2 separate regions of the Hordeum vulgare genome follow, and region 2 is linked to region 1. A link is a contact called in public Hi-C data. All regions are on one chromosome and are shown on one strand. Each heading gives the region's core, a stretch centred on a gene start, on an enhancer-like site or on the middle of the called end of the contact. The rest is flanking DNA. Distances are from core to core; before and after follow the strand shown.

Region 1 (5,414 bases), core at 2,122-4,621:
ATCACGGGTTCTCCTCAATGGCATCCGTGGTAGCCCCATTGCCCACGGACAGGGCCTTCGGCAGGGGGCCCTCTCCCCCCTCCTATTTGTCATCACCATCGCTTCCCTTCACAAGATTCTTGAACTAGCAACTAGGAAGGGGCTGCTACATAAAATTCGTGGTCGTGGACCTATCATGAGAACATCCCTCTACACCTACAATGCGGCCGTGTTCATTGCGCCCATAAGAAAGATATTGACAACCTCTTCACTTTGCACAGTGCGTTTGGTGACGTAATAGGCCTATGCACTAACTTCGAGAAGAGCTCAGTGGTCCCGATTCAATGTGGGCAACTTCACCTTGACACAATTCTCCGGAGCTTTCGTGCTGCCCGCGCTTCCTTCCCAATAAAATATTTGGGACTAGCTCTTTCGGTGTGGCGGCTCAAAGCCCGAGACTTCCAGTTCCTTGTGGACAAGGTGGCTGCCAAGCTTGTTCCTTGGGAGGGACAAAGTATCACCTCCATCGGTAGGGATGCCCTTGTCAAGCATGTGCTTCCGTCGCAGGCCATATACTTCACCACCTCACTCATTGCTCCCCCGAGCATCCTCCACAATGTCAACAAGCTAGAGAGATCCTTCTTTGGGGAAGGAATGGATTAGACTGCCGGCGCCAAGTGCAAAGTTATCTGGGAGTCCGTATGTCGACCTGTCGAATACGGAGGTCTTGGGGTGCTAAACACGGAGAATTTTTCAAGGGCACTTCGTTTGCGTTCGCTTTGGTTTGAATGCAAGGAGCCCACCAAGTTGTGGGTTAGATCCGGCAACCCGTGTGACGAGATGGACAAAAATATTTTCTATGCTTCCACGACTATCGTCGTTGACAACGGTGCACGCACACTTTTTTGGGACTCCCCTTGGGTGCGGGGCCGCAAACCAAGAGACATCACTCCACTTATCTATGATGACTCCTCGCGGAAGAGTTGGATGCTTCGTGAAGCCCTCAAGGATGATGCTTGGGTTGTCAAGATCAAGGTCACTTCCAGCTTCACCTTTGAACACCTTCGTCAATTCATCGAGCTTTGGTCGACCACCCGCGACTTCCCTCTTGAGGTGAACGCTGAAGATGACATCGTCTCGAAGCACACAAAGAGCGGGATATACACTGTCAAGTACGCCTATCTTGTCCAATTCTTCGGCGTCTTCCGCTCTCCCATGGAGCTTGCAGTACGGAGGGCTTGGGCTCCGCCTAAGGTCAACTTTTTTGCTTGGCTGGCTATGCAAAACAGAATTTGGACTGCTCACCGCTTGGCCAAGCGGAGATGGCCTAATTGTGGGTTGTGCCCACTCTGTAAGCGTGTGCAAGAATCTATCGACCACCTCCTCTTCCAATATCGGTACACCACTAGACTTTGGGGAATGATCAAAGATTGGCTCAAACTCGAGAACATCAACAGTTCTACTCGACACTTGTCACGTTCGACCGGGGAGTGGTGGATAGGGCTTCCCGCCTCTACCGTTCCGAATAGAAGGGCCATGGCGACGCTCTCCGTGCTCATCTTTTGGACAATATGGAATGAAAAGAACGCTCCCATCTTCCATCTCAAGAGTGCCCCGCCGATGATTCTATACTTGTACTTGCTAACATCAAGATTGCGGCCCAAATCTGGGTCACCGCGGGTGTAAAATAATTGGACCATCAGAGTAGACCTTTTGTACTGTCACACGATGAGCGTTATAACACAAACTTTATATTCCTTTCCCTCTTAATTAATGAATGAGACAAATCTTTTGTCTCTTTTCTTAAAAAAACATGGTTAAGTACAGTGGTGCGAGCGGCTACGCTCTTGAGGGATGTTCTATGCCAACAATGGACTGCCGTGACACTTAATATAAAAGGAAATATGGAACAACATTTCATTTTTGCAAGAAACAATTCAATTCAAGCAGAAATCAATCATTTGGGGAAGCACGTCAGAAACCATCTTTTCACCAAGCTGCTCTCACTGATCCCGATCGACTCCCGACCCTGGACCCAACACCTTCCAACCAAACAACGAGCACTTCAACAGTATAAATCACAAGTTGAACTGAGCTTTCAGCTGGTCTCCAAAGCTGACGATAAAGATCTCTCTGATTGCGAAACAGTGATGCAACAGCAACACCCTGAAGACTGGAGACACGACACGTTTTATTTCACGAGGCCACTCGATCACCCCTGCTTTCCCGAACCAAGGAAGGGGCAGGCCTGCGGCTGCGCGTCGGCACCTGATGCCGACACCGTAGCCGCCTCGCGGAGCCTCCCGGCGAGCGCCGCCTCCTCGTCCCCCTCCTTGGGACCCTTGATAAGCCCCGCGAGGAGCTCCCCTGGGTCGTAGAACACCTCCACGTCCTCCGCCCGCAGCTGCTCGTCCACCTTGAGCACGGCGACGCCGTAGAACTCGACCTTGTCGCCGGTGGGTGCGTGTCCCTTGTAGGCCCCCTCCATGTGGCCCCAGTGCCGGAACTTGAAGGCGATCACCGGCGGGCCGGAGTAGACCTTGACCACCTCCCACGCGAACCCGCGCGGGAAGGCGGATCGGAAGAGGTCGTGCGAGGACTCGAACGTCTCGGCGGCGGCGTCGTACGCGCCGGCGCCCCGCAGGATCGGGCTCGCGAGCAGCGCGTTGTAGCTGCCCATGGCCAGCGTCTCCTCCCCCGTCAGCGCCCGCCCGCCGTTCACCGACAGGGTGAACCGGCCGGGGCTCACCGACTTGAAGTCCTCGATGCGGGCCTTGTGCGACAGCTCCATCTCCCACGTCTTGATCGCGTTCTGCACCGTCTCCTCCAGCGACCCCTCCGGCCACTCCTGCAAAGCAACAAGAAACGCGCGTGTGACGCGCCGACGCATGCAGAGGCCGCGACAAAGCGGAGGTCTTTCCCCATCGCAAAATACAAGAAGAGAGGCGCTCCGTGGACATGGGACGCGCGTGCGTGTGAGGATCGACGGAATATACCTGGGTCCTCCCGGCCTCGAAGAGGCTGTTCACGGCGTCGTACGTGGGCGGCGCGCCGTGCCGCCACACGGTGTTCTTCTCGCCCTCGCCGGCCAGGTGAGACCGGTACTTGTCGCCGCCGGAGGAATCCTCTGCTTGTGCCGCCATCAGATCAGAGATCAGACACGCACGCTGGGAGCCCGAGACGCGCAGCGGATGGCGACCACGGTGGTGAGTGCTGTGGGTTGTAGTCTCACTGTTGTGTGCGCTAGCCTGTGAATGCAATTATGGATGGATGGGTGGGTGGGGGTTTTAAAGGTGGGCGTCCGAGAGTATATACAGGATTGTTTATCTGGGAGCTGAATGTTTATCCCTGCAAACAAAAATAATACTGTAATCGGAAATAATGGAACAAACTTATATCGACTGGATCCGATCTCATCCAATCCAGATGCTCCACGTATATAATTATATATGTATTTTGCCTTTTGCCAGCCAGGCCATCCTTACCTGCCGCAAACATTTTTTTTCGCCGAAAAAACCCTCGGGAATTAGGTTGTTGCTTAGACAGTCTGCAGAAACTAGTAAATGCATGTAGGTCTATTTATTTTTTTAGAAAAGGAGGTTAAGACTCCGGCCTCTGCATCAATCGATGCATACTATCATATTTATTACTTATTCAACAAAGGTTTGACAAGAACATACATCAAACCATCAGAAACGTCCTCTCACACCTACAAACCATCCGAAGCGTCGTCGCCGATCCATCCACATAACGTACCGAAACTAACAACCGGTGCAGCAGACCTAAAGCGTACACCACATGCACACGTTTTAGAAGCCGTCATCATCCACTATAAGGGAAAAAAATAGTTGCATACACGTTGATATTATTATAAAGGAAAAAATTAGTTGCATACGAATACTATGTAGAATATCAGTTACGCGTAAGTGATTAACATAGACATTGATATTTAGTGTGATATCAATTGCAAGCTAGACATGCCGCACTCGTCATTGGAGCAATTTAAACCATTCGATAACAAGATTTAATGCCTACATTAATTGGATATGCCGCTCAGGGTCTTTTATATCGGTATATATGGATATTATCAACGTAGATGTTGATGGAGTAAAAATCAGAAATGTTAAAAAATTGGATTAAGATTTTTAGGGCTAAAAACCTGACAACCAAATTTGTCATCCGGAAACAAATAAAATTAACATGCTTTTGTATAAGGATTTGCCAAGTTCTACATAATTTTTCTTCATGTGATGCAAAGAAATCAATAAGGAATTGTCACGCTACATCAATTAATTGGCATGCGATTAATCAGGATCCGATCGTACCCGAGCACCTCAGATTTCTAGCCCTATAAATCTAACGTTGGATTTATATTAAAATATAAAATATAGGTTTGCCTACAAAGGTTATTTAACAGACAATGAATTGTTTTGACACTCTGCTTCGAGACCTTGCCATTTAAATTGACCACCACAAGCTTATCTTAGCTCTTAATCTGCTTCTAAGGCCGTTCATGACCTTTATCATGTTAGCCCTCTACCGCGAAGGCATTACAACTCAAAGGCCAAACTCTCCTACTTAAGAAACACATAATGTTTTTTCGTCTTGCTAAGACTACCACGCTACATGTTTACATATCATAAGCAAGGAACACATTTTCGTAATCAGTACATATAACATGGGATCGAAGGCAAAAAGCTAAGAGAAAACAAAAGAAGTGAGAAAACCCCTGATGGTGTAGCTTCGAAAGCTGATACCTATGTCCGTGAAGGGTGACTCCAGGCAATGCGCGCCAGCAAAGCACCATATGTTTAAACCCTCACGTACCTTGGACATGATCACGGCAAGAAACCTGCTAATCTATGATAGATTTTCGATGACATCATATATTAACATGTTTTTTGTAGTGGATTTTGCCCACGGATACAGTGACTCCAGTCAAGGTGCAGTCGTTTCGTTTGCTCCAGATCTCCCACAACGTAAGGCTGGTTGTAATGGGGAGTATCATATAGTAGTACCATGCATATGATACTAGTGTATGATACTACACCCGTAATGCATAGTATTATATGTTAATATCATAGGTATATCATTTATTGCCATACATGATACATAATAGCACAACATTTAATATGATACGGTATCATAATATGATACTTAACTCTCTCTTTCTTATTTAATTCTATGACACCTCATCAAAATTGCATAGTTGACATGCATGATATTATTTATGATACTACCATTACGACCAGCCTAAGTAGCATCACCGATCATGCTCCTTAATTTGCTCACTTTTATCTTTTGGGTTTTTCAACCCGTCTAAACTCTCAACCGTACCATGTCTTATTTTACTTGTTGAATATCATCATATTTTCTTTAATAACTCAATAAATGTTTAGTAAATATATAAAATCCTGACATTTTGGTGTAATACA
Region 2 (5,196 bases), core at 1,821-4,320, 430 kb after region 1:
TTGAGGACGGACCCCCAAATCCACACGACGGCTCTGCCCCTCCCGACCTCCCCTAGCGATGCGGTCGCGAGATGCGACAGAAGCACCCCGCCGCCACCTTCCCCGGAGCGCACGCAGCGTTCGCATGCGACCTCCTTTAATGGCAGCGAGATTGGGAATTAGGAGGAAGGTAAACGCGGCAGCACTAGTGGGGGTTCCCCAGTGTTGCCAGAGGAGGGGCGACGAGGGGGAAATTTGTCGTGGCGGGGATTTTTGGGTAGGGAGAAATGCATATCGGCTTGTCCGACACCTATGTGGTGACGCCTACGGGCGCCGCCCTGCCTTCTTGAAGGGCTTCGGTGTACCTCCTCCCTCCTCCCTCCTCCCCACTGCCTTCCGGGTATCAGGGGAAACCCTAGGACTTGTTCGGGCAGCAGCATCATCGTCGTTGCTTTCCTTCTGGAAGGTGTTGCTCAGTACGCGGTGCTTCGGGTATCAGGGGAAACCCTAGGACTTGTTCGGGCAGCAGCATCATCGTCGTTGCTTTCCTTCTGGAAGGTGTTGCTCGGTACGCGGTGCTTCGGTGTGCTTGGAGCGCGGTGGGACATCTCTGTAGGGTGCAGCGGTTGCCGGTCTTCTTCATTTCGTCAGGGCATTTGTTTCTCTTTCTTCCTATCGTTTTATCTGACCAAGTCCGACAACATGGTAGTATCTGAACAAAGTAATATGTGACAATATTAGTTAGTTCCTGCACATTCCACATTCCTTGTGTACTACCGCTACTGCAGTGTCCCCACTGACTCACCCACCCTTTGCAACAAAAGCCTGAGCTTGTCCTACCCAGTCAATAACGATCAGTGGTGTTCCTGTAAGCGCCTATGTCCTTTATTGGTGCCTCCCCACCCCACAACCATTATTTTCCCTTTTGCGAGTTTCAACCATCCTCTCTTCTGTTCTGTCGCGATTCAGTGCAAAACACTCCTCTTTGGATATGGACCTATGTTTGCATCATTGAATATGTCCTCTGAGGGCATTCATTCACAAATTCCTCTTTTCAGATATAATAATGGAGCGACCTTCTGTATGAGTAATAACAGGCATGAACCCAATCATGCATTATTTATTGTCTACCATATGTATTTATCTGATTGAAGATGTCAGGCTGTTAGTTATACTGTTATGTACTCCGTATGTTGCTACTGATATACCGTTACTACTGCATCAAATAAGCATTATTGCTAATAGAAACATGTGAGTGAATTGATAGCTATCTGAACAGCCAATCTTGATAACGTTCAGTTTCAATGTTCATATGCTCTATTTAAATGTTTATTTTTTTCAGGTCCCAATGACCCTGGTGTTCACAAAGTGCGACAAGCGTAAGAAGAAGAAAAACGGCGGCAAGAGACCGGAAGAAAACGTAGAATGCTTCCAGAACCTGATACGCGAATACTTCGAGGCGGCGCCTCCGTGGATAATGACGAGCAGCGTAACGAACCAAGGCAGAGACGAGATACTTCTGCACATGTCTCAGCTCAGAAACTATTGGCGCAAGCATTAGGAGGAGGGATAACAAGAATAGGACTGAAACAACAGTAAACTGCATGCGAGCGGGGCAACCCCTGCTACGGCTTGATGCATCAGCACCTTTGCAATCAGGGTTTCACCAACCAATTCGCCTTTTGAGCTGTTGATTGCCCTCTGGTACGTGATGATCACTCAATCAACAACAGGCGGACCGGGAATACAGACAAGCTGCTGAAATCAACCACCCTGTTTTTTTCTTCTTCTATATTTGTATAACCGTACAGACAATCTCAACGTTTTGTCTTTGTTACTTTCTGATTATAAGATTGCGGCGTCCTGTATGTAGTAGATTAAAGAAACAACTGTGTCAGCTAATCATCATCGGGAATCCCACACGTTTGTTTGTTATTTGCTCCCTTGGACCCTGCATCACACAAATGGCAGGAGATGCAGGCACCTCTTGACTAGTCAATGGTTTTTCCGTGGCGTACAGCACGCGGTGAAAGTGCCACATTATTGGGATCCATTCTACTACTACAGTTGGTTCCTTTCATCCCATAGCAGATTAAAGAAAAAGGTCGAGCCGGTACAGGTCCTGCCTGGACTGGACGCATAACACTGGTCAGATAATTGCAGGCCCGGCTTAATATCCTGGGGTCTTAGATGTTCATGCATGCATGCATGCATGCTTGGTTTGTTAGGCCTATCTGTCATGAGTTTTGTATTAGCGGTACGAGCACCTGTTTGTTTGTTTATCTTTATATATAATGTCAAATCTTTAAAAGCCGCGCGCCGTCTAGGCGATAGGTATAGATACTTGCTTCTAGTCCCAAACAACAGCTCAGCTCAGCCGGGTTCCTTCCCACAGCTGGTGGCCGCGTTTGTGTGTCACTAAACAACTCACTTGATGCCACGGAGGGACGTACATTTAAGAATTAACAGCGCGTACTACAGCCTATACGCGCTTGTTTACGTAGGTTGATTGGAAAACATACTGTTGGTACTGGAGTACTTGCTGCTGGCGCTGTAGCAGCGGTGTACAGACAGACAGACAGGCACAGACTGACTGCAGCGTTGCCGTGGTCAAAACTGGAACACCGTGACATGGCCGGCCGACCTGTGCGGTAAAACTGGGCACACAGAGTTGCAGCCTTGCAAAGACCTGCTGCGCGCGCAGAGAATGTATGCCTGATCGCCAACCAGTTCACACCCTCTTCCTTTCACTCGAAAATAATAACTTTTCCATCCCGATGAAACAGGTCAAATTGCATCAGTTAGTTGTTCCTACGAAGTTCACAAAGACTAGTCGGCCACGTTTGCAATTGCAATCCCGTGCGCTGCTCACGAGCCTGCCGCACCACCATTCTCCATGCGCCGCACGGGCAAGCAAACACAAACACAAGGCGACAGTTGGCGAGGGCCATTAGGCCAATCTTGTCAGTAGGCTAAATCCAGGAGTGCTCGGGAGGCCGCGGGTAATATGGGATCCAAGACCAAGACGCAGCCAGCTGAGCCAGCGATAGATAATGCGGCACCATGGCGCGTAACCGCCTCTTGGCCAAGCCATCTCCCCCCACTACGTTACGTGGCGCCTGTCCCCGTCGTCCCGCCGGAGGGAGGGGCCACGACCGTGTCATCCCCTTGGCAGTTCCGCTTCGAGATCGCGCCGGTTAAAAGGCCAGGCCGCATTAGCCCGGCACGAATGCGATAGTCGACCAAACCAACTCCACTCGACCGCTCCATCTCCCGCCCTCCCCCGCAGCTCCCGCGCCCTCTCCCTCTCTGTCCAGTCTCCACGCACGCAGAGGGAACGACAAGTCGCCAGCACGATGGACGGCTCCAGCTCCGGCGCCGGCCGCAAGAAGCTCAAGCACCGGCTGGCGGCCATCCTGTCGGTCTTCTCCAGGCGCTCGGGCGGCAGGAAGCGCCGAGACGACGAGAGCGCCGCGCAGCCGGCCCTCGCATTGCCATCCTACGGCCGCCTCGGCAGGAAGGCCGCAACGGGCGAGCACCACGACCGCCGCCTCTCCGTCTCGGCGCGGCGCACCGTCCCGCTGATCCGCATCACCATCGACTGCGCCGGCCGCCGCTCCGTCGACGCGGCCGACCCGTCGCTCCTCCTCGCCGACGACGTCAAGGCGGAGAGGGCGGCGCTCAAGGGGGCCGGGCTGCCGTTCGGGGCGAGCGAGTGGGAGGGCCGCAAGTGCCCGCCCTCCTCGCCGTTCCCGGCGGCGGCGCCCCTGCCGCCGCTGCCGAGGTGGAAGGAGCGGCCCAGCGGCAAGCGCAGTCCACGGAGGCTGTCGACGCACTCGTCGCGCAGGCTGCTCAGCAGCTCCTCCGACGACGACGAGTACGACGAGGACTCGCGGAACCTCTTCTCGTCCAGGAGCTTCTCCTCCGACTCGTCCGACTTCTACAACTGCCCGCGCAACAACGGCACCAAGGCGCGCGCCTCCGTGTCCGGGCCCTGCCGCGCGCCGGCCGCCGCCCCGCGCCGCGGCGCGTCGCAGAGCTGCCGGTACAGCTTCGAGATGCCGCGGGGCTCCACGGCGTCCGCCGCCACGGACGGGGGCTTCGCGGTGGTGAAGCGCTCCGCCGACCCGTACGAGGACTTCCGCAAGTCCATGGAGGAGATGATCGCCGAGTGGCCACAAGGCGGCGGCGGCGGCGAAGGCGAAGGCGAACACAGTGCGGAGAGCCTGCTGGAGACGTACCTCGTGCTCAACTCGCCGCGGCATTACCCGGTGATCCTCGCGGCCTTCGCCGACGTGCGGGAGACGCTCTGCCCCTGAGCTCGTCGGACGATCGGCCGTCCGGCACGGGGTGCAATGCAACGATCGACGTTGGTAGGATTAACCATTTCTCGAGCGGGCGAGATTAATGGCGCAAGAATGGAGTTGGACATGTGCGATGTCGCGCGCTATTACGTGCGTTGTCTCCATCGTTCATTCATTGCTGAATCTTGACCAGCTAACTTGTGCTTAAGTTCCTAGTTCCGGGCTCCCACCCTCTAGTTGTGTCAGTGATGGTACTGTACCTTAGCTTCTTGATGTTAACTTGTAGTCTAGCGTTCTTCTATGATTGTCCCCGCCGGTTTGAGAAGGTCGGTCGCTGCGCTTCCTGTAAATACGTGATATATTTTCAAGGTATTTTTCGAATTAGCTTTGCCGAATACTCATCTTCCTCGTTCAACCAATCCTCCTCCCGAGAAATCGATTTATCCAAATTACAGATTCAATCAACGTACATATAGCTATTGTGATACGCTCACGTTTGCTCGGTTCAACTCCCGGTAAAAAGAAAATCATTTTCCTGTCAACATTTGACTCTGAAATTCGCTCCATACGTATCTCCTTCGTTGAACGAGCTCCCAAGAGCAAGCAACGACGACGCACATTCTTAGGGCGCATGTGGAACATTTTCAACTGAATACTCTAACACGGCGCGGAATATATTCCGTGCTTCGTTCAGACTCTGCTCCTATACATACAATAATAAGAAACAAAATCCGGGAAGGAGTAGCCGGCAAACAAAGGAGAAGTGCCAAATTGGCAACGTCCGGCCTCTCCCTCGCGAGTAAACGCGGGCATTGCCGGATTTATAATATGCAGAAGGGAAGTCTTCGACGTGAATGTGTTCCCGGACTACTCCCCTGCTTGGGTATGCACGTACCGGTGGCAGCTGGGATTA

Evidence for each region. Hi-C and Micro-C count contacts between places; a contact is called where the count stands out from the background.
Region 2: a Hi-C map of seedling shows a contact between it and region 1, with 2.5 times the contacts expected there. The contact joins the promoter of LOC123440207 here to the promoter of LOC123440205 in region 1. A contact is called at or near these places in 2 of 6 Hi-C or Micro-C datasets (leaf and seedling).

The regions. Positions count from the first base shown.
Region 1 is chr3H:473,216,280-473,221,693 of MorexV3_pseudomolecules_assembly, forward strand. LOC123440205 (pathogen-related protein) reads right to left here and starts at 3,372. Exons shown (of 2, transcript XM_045116774.1): 1 at 2,976-3,372; 2 at 1,873-2,827. The coding sequence starts at 3,122. The coding sequence ends at 2,192.
Region 2 is chr3H:473,642,189-473,647,384 of MorexV3_pseudomolecules_assembly, forward strand. It overlaps LOC123440207 (transcription repressor OFP1-like), which reads left to right and starts at 3,071. Exons shown (of 1, transcript XM_045116776.1): 1 at 3,071-4,664. The coding sequence starts at 3,336. The coding sequence ends at 4,298. LOC123444343 (GTP-binding protein At2g22870) reads left to right here. Exons shown (of 4, transcript XM_045121031.1): 4 at 1,322-1,914. The coding sequence ends at 1,540.